Regions from separate parts of the Mus musculus genome. Here regions 1, 2 and 3 are each linked to region 4. Evidence: chromatin contacts called from public ChIA-PET and promoter capture Hi-C data. All regions are on one chromosome and are shown on one strand. Each heading gives the region's core, a stretch centred on a gene start, on an enhancer-like site or on the middle of the called end of the contact. The rest is flanking DNA. Distances are from core to core; before and after follow the strand shown.

Region 1 (3,190 bases), core at 84-2,583, 590 kb after region 4:
TAGGTTCTCTCCTCTCAGATAACTCTAGTTTGTCAAGTTGACAGAAAACTAGCCAACATAGCTACTATCTTGTCCCCTGTTTTTATATTTTAGTAACTAACTTAGTTTTAAAATATCCAGGGATTGACAACAAATAATGTGTGTAATATGTTTTCCCTAGTAATCATTACTCAAAAGTCATTAAATTAATATTCTTGTTTATCTTGATGTGTAAGTTAAGACTCTGGTTAGTGATATACATATAACACACACACACACACACACACACACACATATCCCAAATAAGTAAAACAGAACTCTATGTAGGTAGAGATAATGCTACAAAAATGAACTACCCAGAACATGGAGGTACTCTGTATTTTATAATGTTCACTTTGGGTAAATGTTTTTTCACTGTTAATAAATATATATCCTTCATTTTAAAAAAAGCCAGTTTCAACAAGCAACGTGATGGTTCCAATTTTAAGAAAAGTGGAGCAACCCAGCAAGCATACCCTATACCTTCCAGAAAGGTTTGTAAAAGAAACAAGAAAGACGGGTTAGCAATCAGATAACGAAGGCACTGTGCACATCTCAGGCTTCTGCAGTTGGGTCACTAAGGTGTGTCTCAAGGTGGTGGGGAATGAGAACTTTAAGGTGCTGCTGGGTGATGGCCTCTCACCAACTAGAGAGGAAAAAAATGAAGGTAAGGGAAAAGCACAAAGACAAATCTAACCTGGAGAAGAGCTGGGGCCGGCATCGTGTCATCTGTGGAGAGGAGAGTGAGAATGATGGACAGGGCTTGGAATGGTCCTAAATCAAAGATGGTTCCGAGACATGGGAGGGCTGCTTGTCAACAGACCAACTTAACAATCTGGAGAGGAAACGTGCCTGGACAATGTGTTAGTCCAGACTGACAGCCTCAAAGTGGGCAACGTGTTAGTCCAGACTGATGGCCTCAGAAATCTCTCGGGTGTCTGCTTGTTGGGCAGCTTGTTAGAACCTCTGGCTAAGTGTCTAAGGCACATGCACACACACACACACAGACATGCGCACACACATGTACTCACTCACACATGCATGCACACATTGCGCACACACACGTGTGTCCATTCATACCCATCAATCGTGAGTTGTATTGCTCTCGGTATCCTGATCTGTCACCACACCCTAGGTCACTCCTCCACATACCGACTTTCTGGTGACTCCATTACTGAATTTTTCACACAAAGTCGGCTTTCTACCCATGCCAGTGATAGCAGCTGCTGGTCTTTGTTAGACGTATTTGTGTCAACTCTAAAGTCTTTACTCCTACATCATGGCCTTCTCTACCACAGTGTGGTCAATTAGCAATGAGACACCAGTTCTCTCTTCCTGTGCCTCTGTGGAGAGACTGCAAAAGTCATTTCCTGGAGAGCTGATGTCTGTGAGCCCTGGCAAGAAAAGACATGGTTTGCCATGGGGGTAAGAAATGATTACCAGGAAGAATGGATTTAGGGTAAAATGCCAGAAATAGGGTACATTGTTGGGGGACACCTCTTTCCAGCTTCTAAACAGCTTCCGTGGATTGAAGTCTCTAGCAAATGGCAGCAGCTAAGTTGGTAAACAATGGGAAGCATTCACCTACTCCAGAATGACAGGGTGATGCCACCCTGAAGAGCCCAAGCAGAAGAAAATCCTGTGCAAGATGCTCAAAGGGGAACCAAGGACAGAAAAGTAGAGCCATGCTTTGACCACCCAAGAGCAACAGTAGAGAGGATAGAGAGAAAGCCCCCCTCCTCCCTTGTCTCGTCACAGAAGATAGAAATCACTTAATTTAGAGACTCAAACAGATGCTCAGGAATCTAGAATTTTCATTATTTTTGCTATTGGAGATTGGTGCTATCTAATACACACCTGTCATATTACGTTTTGCCCTGGGTTATTAGTGTTATGCTGCTCTTTGTTAAATGTACTTTGTTAAAAACCAAAAACAAAAGACACCCATCTCCAATTCATTTCCAACTAATGATGCTTCAAAGAGTGAATTCTATAAGGAAAAAAAAGTAATCATAAACTTACACAATTAAGAGAGAGTCAGGGGCTAGAGAGATGGTACAGTGGTTAAGAGCACTGACTGCTTTTCCAGAGGTTCTGAGTTCAATTACAGGTGTCCCACAACCACCTGTAATAGGATCTGATGCCGTCTTCTAGTGTCTGAAGACAGCTACAGTGTTCATATACATAATAAATAAATATTTTTAAAAAGAAAGGTAAAGAAAGTAGGGCTTGGAGTCAGGCCACACCCATTTGCAGAGCACTGCTGCACTCTGTGGGTGTGCATTATAAGTTCATGGATGGCAAAGTGGGCAGGACAGGACCAGCAAGATGCCTGGGCACATACCTGTCAACAGGTAAAGAGTGCAAAGATGGAGTACATAAACAGACTGGGGGAGGAGGGCAACTGGGCAGAAGCACAGCTAGACAGTATACATTTCCCAAGGTTGGCTTTTCCTCAGTTGTGCTACTTATCTCCTAAGAACACCTGAGTGACTGCAGAGCAAACTTTTGTGCTAAGGCCTGAAATCTGAATCAAGCATGTGCATAAACAGCCTTCTTATTGCTGCAGACTTCTTAGTCTACAACTAAAGACTCTAGCTGGTCTCTAGCTGGTCTGGGGATACCTTCCCAAGTGAAGACACAGAAGAGCCAACAGATTCAGCAGCATTCTGTCATCTCTGCGGTCACCCAATTCACAATCTCCCCCTGCAACTCCCAGCCCATGCCCAGAGTCCAAATGCATTCTGGGAGTGCTCTCTGACCACACAGCGTATCATAACCAACACCAGGCTTGCCCCATCCTGTCACAGCAAAGCATCACACAGGCACCTCAGTTACTTAGCACGAGAGTTGTTTCATAAAGTTACAGCCAGCTGCATTAGTGAGGATGGGGAGAAGGAAGAAGAGGAAGAAGAAGGGGAAGAAGAGGATAAGGAGGGGGAAGAGGAAAAAGGGAAGGAAAGGAGAGGTGAGGAAAGCATGTATGACTAGATAGGAGGAGGAGATGTCCATTATATATTGCAGTTTTTAAAAGGTAGTTTGTCCAAAGCTCTATCTGGAATAAGATGACTGCATTTTTTTTCAAAACTAAATAAAACAAAACAAAAACTCTATGGTCATCTTAAGTCAGCATCCCATAGGCTTGCTTGAAGAGCAACAAGTAGGGTGGCTT
Region 2 (3,116 bases), core at 544-3,043, 740 kb after region 4:
TTTAATTAGGAGAGGAAAGACATCATTTTAAACCCTTCCTAACCTGAACACAATCACTGGATGGCCCTGAGTTCACTGTGTAGACCAAGCTAGTCTTGAGTTCCTACAGATCCACTAGTGCTAGGATTGTAAGTGTATGCCAGCACAACCCAGGCCAGCAATGTGTATTTTCAAATAAAGGAAATTTTTATAAAATTATCAGGAAAGTAAAGATCCACAATTATTCTTGCTCATGCCAGAGTTGAAATCTTAATAACTTCACCCTCAAATCGGGATACTATGATATTAAAGGGCTCTGGTGAAGTAGCCACTGGGTAAGCAACTAACCCAGCAGCAGACCCAGGGCTCTCTGGTGTGGAGCCTTCCAGGAGGTTAAGTGGAGCCCAGGCCCACCTCATTCCTGCCAGTCACAAAAATTACAAAAAGCAATTCTGAACAGTTAGGGCCTGGGCCATCCTACTGGTGACTACAACCTCCAGGCCCTTTTCCATAGGTTCTGAACACTTCTTAACAAATACTAGGAATTCAAAAGCACGTTTCAAGAACAAAGCTTGAAAACAACGACTGTTCCTGAAAGCCAGCTAGGGTTTGACTGATTCTACTTAAATAAAATCTGCCGTTTCTGAGTCTGTCCCTGCTGACTGCCCTCCACTCAGTGCCTGCAAAACCGACTTTCTACTCCTGAAACTACCTAGATGCGAGCAAAAAGTTATTCTAAAACAGTCTCACTGCTTTGCGAAACTTACAATTCAATTTTCAACTCTACTGATTTGCTACCATTCCGGCTAAAGCTAAGACAATTTATAGTTAAGAAAAATATGAACAATTCAGTACTTTCTCTCGACGCAATGGTCCTCTGAAGTGCCCAGTGTCAATGGTACAAAGTCTACGCGTCGGGACAGCTGGCTCCCCTCAGCACCGCCCCCCCTCTGCCCCGTCATAGGCGGTTAACACCAAGATGACTTGTAGATTTCTAATTTAAAAACCAGGAAGGCATTAAGTTTAATAAACATTTGGATCCAAAATCAATTCACTTGGGCACGGAAGAAAAGAGGGTGAAGAGAACTGTTTTAACGCAAAACCACCGGGAAACTCTCGAAACACAATATAGCAAGTTGGATGCAAACCCAGACACGGAACTCAAAAGTGAAGCAGCCTCCCTGCCAGCAACCGGAATCTTTAAAAAAAAAAAAAAGTCTCGCACGTTCTCAGCACCAGAGCCACCACAGCGAGCGCGCGCGCGCGCGCACACACACACACACACACACTCACACACACACACACACACCAGCTGTGACGGCAAAAGCTCCGGGCCCCTGCCGCCCGGACCCCGCCCCAGGTCGTGACAGTCGGGGTCTCCAGGCGGCCAGCGGGTGCTCCCCAACCTGCCCGGTCCGGCCTCCGCTGCCTTGGGCTCCCGCCTGGCCCAGCCCAGCACCGCCCCTCGCCCGCCGGAGCCCAACCCCGGGGAGCCTCCAGCTCGGCCCGGAACTCACCACAAGCAGGTCCACCAGGAGCTAACGCATCGGAGGGGTTTCCGCCCACCCCTCAAGCTATGCCCGCTCCATGCGGGGCGCCCCCGCCGCGGGGCCGACGGTAGCAGGGAGCTCGGCGAGGCCGGAGCTACGACTCCGGCGTCCTCTGCTTGCGAGTCGGGAACATTATACAATGGTGGAGGCGGCGGGCAGCCTGGAGGAAGCAGGAGGCGGGCGGAGTGGACGCCCGGGCCGAGAGAGGTACAGCTCGTGCTCCAGCACTCGCCGTGCGGGAGTGACGTCCGCCTGCGAGCCTCTGGCGAGCTCCGGCCAGGCCCCGTAGGCCCCACCCCCTGCCTGGCCGGGCCCCGCCCCACCAGCCCCGCCCCTGCAGTATAGGCCCCACCCTGCCCCTCCCACCTCCTACTATAGGTCCCGCCCACCCGTGCCTTCAGGTCCAGATCTCCGTAGGCCCCGCCTCCAGCCGGTCCGGACCCGCCTCAGCTTCGCAGGGCCCGCCCCGGGCCCGCCCAAGTGCCATAAATGCAGATTCCCTCAGGGTGAACTCTCAGGAAGCGGCGGACAGACACCAAGCTTATGCAGCCTCTTCTGTGGACTGAAAGCTAAATAGGAGAGGTAGAAATGGGAGCGCCCAAGCCGGACCGCCACTACTACCACTAATGGCCCCCACATACTGGAAAACAGACATGACAGAGTGGGTGATGACAAAGACGGCAGCGCTGGCACAGTCCGCAGAGGAGCGCGACCACAAATATGACAGGCATCCGAGCTATTTGGCCACTTGGGCCGGCTGGCGGGAGGATAGGGTCCACCAATGGCCCTCGGAGATATGGGAATGGGGGGAGGGGCCAAGGGCTCCGTGTGGAGCTGACGACAGAAGTTGAAATGAGTCACCAACTAGTACCTTTGGAGTCGGTCGGACATACCAGAGTTGCATCCTTTATGGAGACCATGCAGCCAACCAGAGGGAGACCACGCTTGGAGAACACAGGGAACTGGAGGCGTGGTCCTCTGCCCACAAGTTTCACGCTGATAGCCTTATCTTTCCCATTTAAAAAACAAAAAACAAAAAACCCCAAAACAACAAAAAATCCTTAATGTTTTTAACTACTCAAACTTAGCAAGGAGCTTTATATTGTCCTTAGTATTAGCATGTGCCTAAGTGGTTCGAATTTAAGAGAACTAAGAGGCCAGGGACAGCTCAACAGGAACATTTATCATTACCTTTAAAATGGCATATGCATTCTACATAAAGATATTACAAAAGAAATTCAGGCACTTTAAAATTTTGGCTGCCACTCCAATCAATAATTTCTCTTCAGACCACTTTGCTGTTTAATGGTCCATGACACTAGTTGTATTTAAGGACAATAAAGCTTTAAGACCTAACATAAAGGTCTTAAACATCAAGACAAATTTATTCCAACTCAAACTGTTCTGTAATGATTTGTTATCAATCGAGTTGATGATCCTATCAAAATTAAATATGAGCCATCACCAGTTGTAGGACCCCTACACTAGGTAGGAAGAGGCAGGCAGATCTCTCTTAGTTCAAGGTCAGCCTGGTCTACATAGGCAGTTGTAGGCCAGCCAGGACTAAATAGTGAGAATGTGTCTCTA
Region 3 (3,043 bases), core at 56-2,555, 820 kb after region 4:
TGGGACTAAGGACTTCTGACTTGTGATGTCTGAATAATGTCAAGAAGTTTGAGAAATCAGTAAATATTCCTACCAAGTCAAAGACTGTGGTCCTTGGGATTTTTTTTTTTTTCCTCACAAGATTTTTATGGACATAGTACTTTGAAATACATATTTGGGTCTGGAGGTATAGCTCGGTGGTAGGGCATCTGCTGTTTATGCTTATGGGCTGGTTTTCAGCATCACAAAGAAAGAAAAAAGCATTCACTTTTATGTTCTGATTTTTCTAGGTAAAAAAAATCCAAACAACAGTTAACCCAAAGGGGACATTTCATTTGAATTAAAGCCAATGAAGACAGTAATGCCGATATGACTTCAACAGGGACATTAATCATGCAACAACGTGAGTCTGGAAAACTTCACTGTGGCTGAGGTCTGATGTCCCAACACCATTTCAAGAGTTTAAAAACAAAACAAAAGGAGCTGTTGCTTCCCGTGCTGTGACTTTCTCAGGAAAGTCGCCCTCAATGTGGTTGGGACAGTCACCACTTAGAAAAGAAAGCTCCTTATAAATTCAGCAATCACTTGGCATGGAGCAAAACAAAGTCCATGTCTGAGACACTTTACAGTGACATCAACAGAGGGGGAAAAAAAAGGCTGTACCACACACACACCCCCCAAAAATATTCAGTAAATAATAAAGATGTTAATATTTTTTCTGTTGCCGTCTCTCTCGAGTACTTTGAGCCATGTCTTAGGTTTACAGTGTGGTCTTTAAACTTTAGGTAAACTGCAGGTGAGATGATCAATGCTTATCTTTCTATAAAACAAAGAAAATCTTTCTATAGAAAAGGCTTCTCCATTGGTCCAATATAGCAGTCTAAAATAAGAGAAAGCTTTATCTCTACATGGTCTACATCGGCAAACGCACAGAGCGCTGAAGGAAAAATTAATATGGTCAAGAAAAAAACTCAGAAAGATGTCACAAGCACATGCATATGCACACATGCACATGTATGTACACGCACACACATGCACACACACACAAATGAGTGTAATCATTCAGAAATAGTAAGAAAATTGAAAACAACTTTTCAACAAAGACTTGTGGGAAACCATACTTAAAAGGTGGGATATTTTGATTATTTGATATATTAAAAGTAAGCATTCAGTGTTAAAGGCTTACTCACACTATCACACAAATCATCCTAAAAAAATTCAAAAGCAGGGAATGAATCAAGCTGCTGTTTCAGTTCAGTGGCGACTGAACAAACAGGTAAGTCGTTGGGTGTTTTGTTTTGTTTTTTAAGTTGATTCCTGGGAGCAGGCTGGAGAGACGGCTCAACAGTTCAGAACAAATAAGTTCCCAGTACCGTGTCAATCAGTTCCTAACCACCTGAACTCCAGCTCCAGGCTTCTAGCCTCCGTGCACACACCTAAAGTAACACACATGGTAATTAAAAATAAATCCTAAAACAAAAAGAGTTGCTTCTTTTGTGGGGGGTGGGGGCTGTAGTTCAGTGGCAGCGCCTGTGTTGAGCATGCGCAGAGTACATAGTTCAGTCCCAGCAGTCAGAAAAGCATTTATGCATAAAAAAACTCACACTCGAGAGATCAGTACTCTCTATCTTCAAAACTGATTAGACATTTCTGTGTAGGATTCATTTGTTTAAATAGGTCCTATTATGAGGCCACCAACATTTCAGGTTCGCATTGAAAGTTGAACATTATCATAAGGCTGCCATAATTGCTAATAATTAAAGAAAGAGTAAGGCTGAATTCTAACAAATTTATATAACAGGCAAACTCTGAGCCTATTTTTTGGGACAGACTCTCTTGAGGCCCAGACCGACCTTGAACACACCAGGTAACTGAACTTTTCATCCTCCTCCCTCCCCTTGCCAAGGCTAGGTCTGAAGACACATGCCACCACACCTAGCCACCTTCTAATGTATTTATTTTATTTGTTTCTTTGTTTGACCTGTGTAGCCCTGGCTGTCCTAGAACTCTCTCTGTAGACCAGCCTGGCCTCAAACTCAGAGATCCACCTGCCTCTGGCCCCCAAGTGCCGGGTTTTACCTTCTAATTTTTAAAGGTTCTTAAATCCTATAGTCCTGCAATCCTAAGGTGGCAGGAGGATCAAGAGTTCAAGGCCAAACTGGATCACATGAGACACAGTCTTAAAGCAAAACACAAAGAAAACCAACAACAAAGACAATGGTGAAGGCTCACTGTTCATTTTTAGAGGCCATGAAGGGTGATCTTTAAAGTATAGCCTTTCAGTACACACCCTTGTCCATCTCCCTAAATAAAAGGAAGTAAATGGGATAAAGCCAATCCTTCAAGCCACGCTACTCTGAGTGAGTATATTCTACTGCATTCAGACACTACAACATGAATGACTACAAAAGAGGGTCCCAAAGCCAAGCTCCCTTTAAAAGGAAATAATGCATGAATTTTTCTTTGACTTTCTTTTTAAGTTTTTCTCTGCTTTTGTTTGTTTTGACAAGAAATCTTAAGCCTGGCTCTGTGTATGTGTGTTTGTGTGTATATAATTTATTTTTACTATATGTTTATTAATGTTTTTGCCTGAACGTATGTTTGTGTGAGAGTGTCAGATGCCCTGGAACCAGAGTTATAGACGGGAATGAGCTGCCATGTGAGTGTTGAGAACTGAACCTCAGCTACTCTGGAAGAGCAGTCAGTCCTCTTAACTGCTGAGCCATGTCTCCCCACCAAGCCTGGGTCTACTGTTACAGTTTGTTTGTTTGTTTGTTTTTCTTTTTTGGGTAAGGAGTGATATTAGGGATTGAATGGGGCTCAATACTTTTTTTTAAGATTTATTTTTTTATTTTATGTGACTGTTTTGCCTGCACATTTACCTGTGTGCTTGCATGAACAAAGGCAATTAGACGACGACTACGGATCCCTGAGAATTGAAGATATGGATGGTTGTGAGCCATCTTGTCAGTGCCAGGAATTGAACTCAGGTCCTGTAGAAGAGCAACTAGTGTTCTTAATCACTGAGCCATCTCTCCAACCCTTAAAAACATATTTTAAAGCC
Region 4 (3,077 bases), core at 484-2,983:
ACTGCTGGAACAATTTCTCTACTGTTCAGAGAGGATGTAGAGTCTAAGCAAAAACTCCAGAGCAAGTGTCGTTATTAAACTGACGTCATTTGTTATTTTAGAAATTTTTTTCATTTGGAGAAAGTTATTTTCTTAGCTGAGATATTTGGATGCCTAAGGTTTTTGGATTCTACATAAGCAACATGAACACTATCTTTTCCTGTGTTGTTTAATAACATTTCCATATGAACCCAAAGGACTGAATAATGAAAGCTCTCTCTTTTCTAGAGAATAATTTAGAAATTCTCATTTACCTTGGCTGAATAATGTTGTACATTTCAAACCCTTCTGGAAGTGCTTGGTTACAGAACTGACAAACCAAGTAGGGTAACGCGAGAATGTTAAAGAAGACAGGCAGTCTTACAGGCTTAAATGGTTGGCAAGACTAGCTGTGATTGGGCACACCTCAGGGAGTCCCCAGACGGGTGCCAACGTTCTGGCTTTTAACTTCATCTTTCTTTTGGAGACTTCAAGATCTATCATCAGCATCTTAAGGATAATAAGTCATTTTCACTTTGGCTAGAAAAGTAAACGCCCAATTCCAGCACAAACGTGCCCAGGAGTGGGATTCGAGGCAAGGCGAATAGTGATGGCTCTTTCTGGAGAGCCTTTATTTGGCATTCCCTTCGACGCCCCCAGGCCCTCCTCCTGTTGGTGAGCCACACACATCCCATCCCTTTACTTGATTCTGAAAAGGTTGCCTTAACCCTCCTCAAACCCTAATTGGTGGCAGAGCCTTTGGGTCCTCTTGAGAAGAGCCTGGTGTCCCTGAGGAAGGGGAGTTCAAGGTTTCCTCAACGGGCAAATTCTGGTGGAGTGCAAACACAAGCACACGCTTCGGTTTTCTCACACGCTCGTGGCATCTGCAAACAGCAAGCAGAGACAGACGTGCTTGGCACCGTGCTGCTGCCTGTGCAGCTCCCACGCGTGGGATTCCCGCCTTCGCTTCTGCGCCCGCCTCCCTCGGGCCTCGAACGCCCCGCCCCCTGCCACCTCCGCGTGTCTCATTGGCCAGGTCCTTAGGCAAACTTCGGCTCCGGACTGGCGGCTGTGCCTGTCGCTCTGAGCAGTAGGGACATTTCCGCATTGGGAGGGGGGAAGGAGGGGGAGGGGAGGTGTGTGGCGAAAGTGGGGGCTCCGGTGTCCGGAGGCGGCGGGCTGGAGGGTCAGGGGCTGCGCACGCTGGCGCCAGGCTCCAGGTGTTTGCGTGTGACGGGAGCGGAGGGGAGGTCGCCTCGGCCACGCTCGTGCAGCGTGCGAGACCTGATTCCAGGCCCCCAACTTCTCAGCCCTCGAGGGAATAGGAAGGTGGGTGTCGCTTAAGGGGCGGGCCGGGCTCCGAGCGACCTCCTTGTGGGGTCCTGCTCCGAAAGGCGTGGCCGGGGGCCGACAGTGGGGCGTGGAAGAGTAGGGGGCGGGCGGGCGGGCGGGCGAGGGCGTGTCAGGGAGGGCCAGGCCTCCCGGGGGGTCTGGGCGGCCAGGCCCGGGGGGCAGGGAGGGGGCGAGCCGGGCCCTGGTGTGGAGCGGCTGCGTAGGGGAGGGCGGCCAGTGGAGGCCGCGGGCAGCTGTCTGCCCGAGTGCGGAATTCGCAGCATCTCCGAGTCCCGGCTATTTATGGGCTGGAGAAAAGGTTGCGTTGCCCCTTCGCCGGCCTCCCCGCCTCCCGATCTACACGGGGCGCCAGCAGCTCGCCGCTGGACGGCCGCCGGCGAGGGGCCTCGGGGTGCGGCCGGGGGCCTGCGGCAGTCCTGCCCTAGAGGGCGTGGAGACCGGAGGGCGGTGAAGCGGCTCTAGGTCCGCCTCTCCATTGATGAAATTTAAGTTCGTCTGGTTTTACCTTTTCCGGAGTCTCCAGTCGTCCCCTGTTGGTGTCGGGATCGCTGAGTAGCCTGGAGTTCCCTCCCAAGCTGAGTCGGTCCCACCAAGTTTTCCGTCTTCAGGATTTTTCTTTTTAAAGACTAGTTTTGATTTTTTTTCCCCCCGAATTCTTCTTTAAGTAGTTAAACATCGGAGGAGAAAGAACACTTCGGTTGCAGGGAAGGGAGAGAGACCTTCCTTACAACGTAGATTCTAGAAATTGAAAATTATAAGCCAGATTATTTTAATAAGATCCTAAAATGTCGAGATTTGTACAAGGTAAGACATTTTGCTTTCTGTCTCTTGGCTGCTTCGTCCGATTTTGAATATTGGTAGTCTCTAAGTAAGTGGGTAGTTTGTAACTGGAAGTGTTCATTTGTGATACCGTTTGCCAGACCTTTTTGGTTAAATTGGTATTTAAGCTGCTTTGCGCCACTTATTGGGTTGGCATTTCATATACGTGTTTGTATGCCTCTGCGCCCTGCAGGGGTTATTTCTACCTTCTAAAATCAGTTTTAATAGTATTCTGACATCGTGGATAGTAATTGTAAAAATCAAAACAGGATTTTTGACTGCTGATTAATTCTTGTTCCCTTCTTGCACTCGATGATAAGTTAGTTATCTTTGTGGGACAAGGAAACCCAGAGGGCTAGGGACAGGCAGATGCGTTTGTCAAGACTAGTAGGAAGCTCTCCACTTCTTTTCTGTGTGTACGTGGATTGAGTCTCAGAGTAATTTATTGCGAAATCAGTAGTTTGTAGACACTGGAGGTCATACCAGTCAGAGAAATGACTTTGCTGCAGTGCTCTTAGCTTTTTCTTTTTTAATATAGAAAGATTATGCTTTCTTTAAATTTGAAAATTACCATTCAAATCTGTATATGTGTAAATAATGCATTTAGCAAATACCCCTCAACCAAGCTGTAGTATTGCAATTGGGTGCTGCCTTAAACTTCTGTCACAAAACTGTATAGAGTTTGCCTATAAGAAGCCTTTCCTTCCAGACCCCAGTGTGTGAAAGCTTCAGCCATCTTGCTTAATACATGCAGTAAAGTTTGCAACCGCTTCACGTGATCCTCAGTGACTGTCCATGCACCTTTCCCCTTTCCTTTTAAAGTTATGCTAGGGATGTCCATCATTTGACCCTGGAAATGAAAATGCCATACAGGCTTATGCCCCACT

The links. Promoter capture Hi-C pulls out the DNA fragments that hold promoters and counts their contacts. ChIA-PET counts read pairs in DNA pulled down with a chosen protein or histone mark.
Region 1: a contact with region 4 is called in a promoter capture Hi-C map of the HPC-7 cell line, with 4 times the contacts expected there. The contact joins the enhancer-like site here to the promoter of Ugp2 in region 4. A contact is called at or near these places in 9 of 39 promoter capture datasets (the 3T3-L1 cell line, the C10 cell line, the HPC-7 cell line and 4 more), 2 of 15 datasets of contacts at CTCF or cohesin (large pre-B cells and stem cell-derived epiblast-like cells), 1 of 484 Hi-C or Micro-C datasets (bone marrow-derived macrophages), 9 of 115 datasets of contacts at active chromatin or transcription factors (the 230-238 cell line, the NIH/3T3 cell line, astrocytes and 5 more) and 3 of 9 other capture datasets (adipose tissue, liver and macrophages).
Region 2: a contact with region 4 is called in an RNA polymerase II ChIA-PET map of memory CD8 T cells, with 24 read pairs. The contact joins the promoter of Sertad2 here to the promoter of Ugp2 in region 4. A contact is called at or near these places in 1 of 39 promoter capture datasets (pre-B cells), 4 of 484 Hi-C or Micro-C datasets (B cells, CD4 T cells, cardiomyocytes and 1 more), 3 of 115 datasets of contacts at active chromatin or transcription factors (effector CD8 T cells, embryonic stem cells and memory CD8 T cells) and 2 of 9 other capture datasets (adipose tissue and liver).
Region 3: a contact with region 4 is called in a promoter capture Hi-C map of liver, with 2.3 times the contacts expected there. The contact joins the enhancer-like site here to the promoter of Ugp2 in region 4. A contact is called at or near these places in 4 of 39 promoter capture datasets (embryonic stem cells, hippocampal neurons, liver and 1 more), 5 of 484 Hi-C or Micro-C datasets (embryonic stem cells, myocytes and uterus), 5 of 115 datasets of contacts at active chromatin or transcription factors (astrocytes, bone marrow-derived macrophages, effector CD8 T cells and 2 more) and 2 of 9 other capture datasets (adipose tissue and liver).

The regions. Positions count from the first base shown.
Region 1 is chr11:20,778,669-20,781,858 of GRCm38.p6, reverse strand. No RefSeq gene overlaps it. Among named protein-coding and RNA genes, the nearest start is that of Gm32213, 14 kb to the left of the region's middle. Within about 2 kb of position 1,333, at least 15 of the 459 cell types and tissues checked have an H3K27ac peak or open chromatin away from gene starts, as enhancers often do. A contact at or near this core is called in the HPC-7 cell line, where this site is marked.
Region 2 is chr11:20,630,654-20,633,769 of GRCm38.p6, reverse strand. It overlaps Sertad2 (SERTA domain containing 2), which reads right to left and starts at 1,793. Exons shown (of 2, transcript NM_001038625.1): 1 at 1,497-1,793.
Region 3 is chr11:20,548,808-20,551,850 of GRCm38.p6, reverse strand. It overlaps a transcript of Sertad2 not described here. Among named protein-coding and RNA genes, the nearest start is that of Gm32142, 72 kb to the right of the region's middle. Within about 2 kb of position 1,305, at least 8 of the 459 cell types and tissues checked have an H3K27ac peak or open chromatin away from gene starts, as enhancers often do. A contact at or near this core is called in embryonic stem cells and liver, where this site is marked.
Region 4 is chr11:21,369,285-21,372,361 of GRCm38.p6, reverse strand. It overlaps Ugp2 (UDP-glucose pyrophosphorylase 2), which reads left to right and starts at 1,733. Exons shown (of 10, transcript NM_139297.6): 1 at 1,733-2,175. The coding sequence starts at 2,157.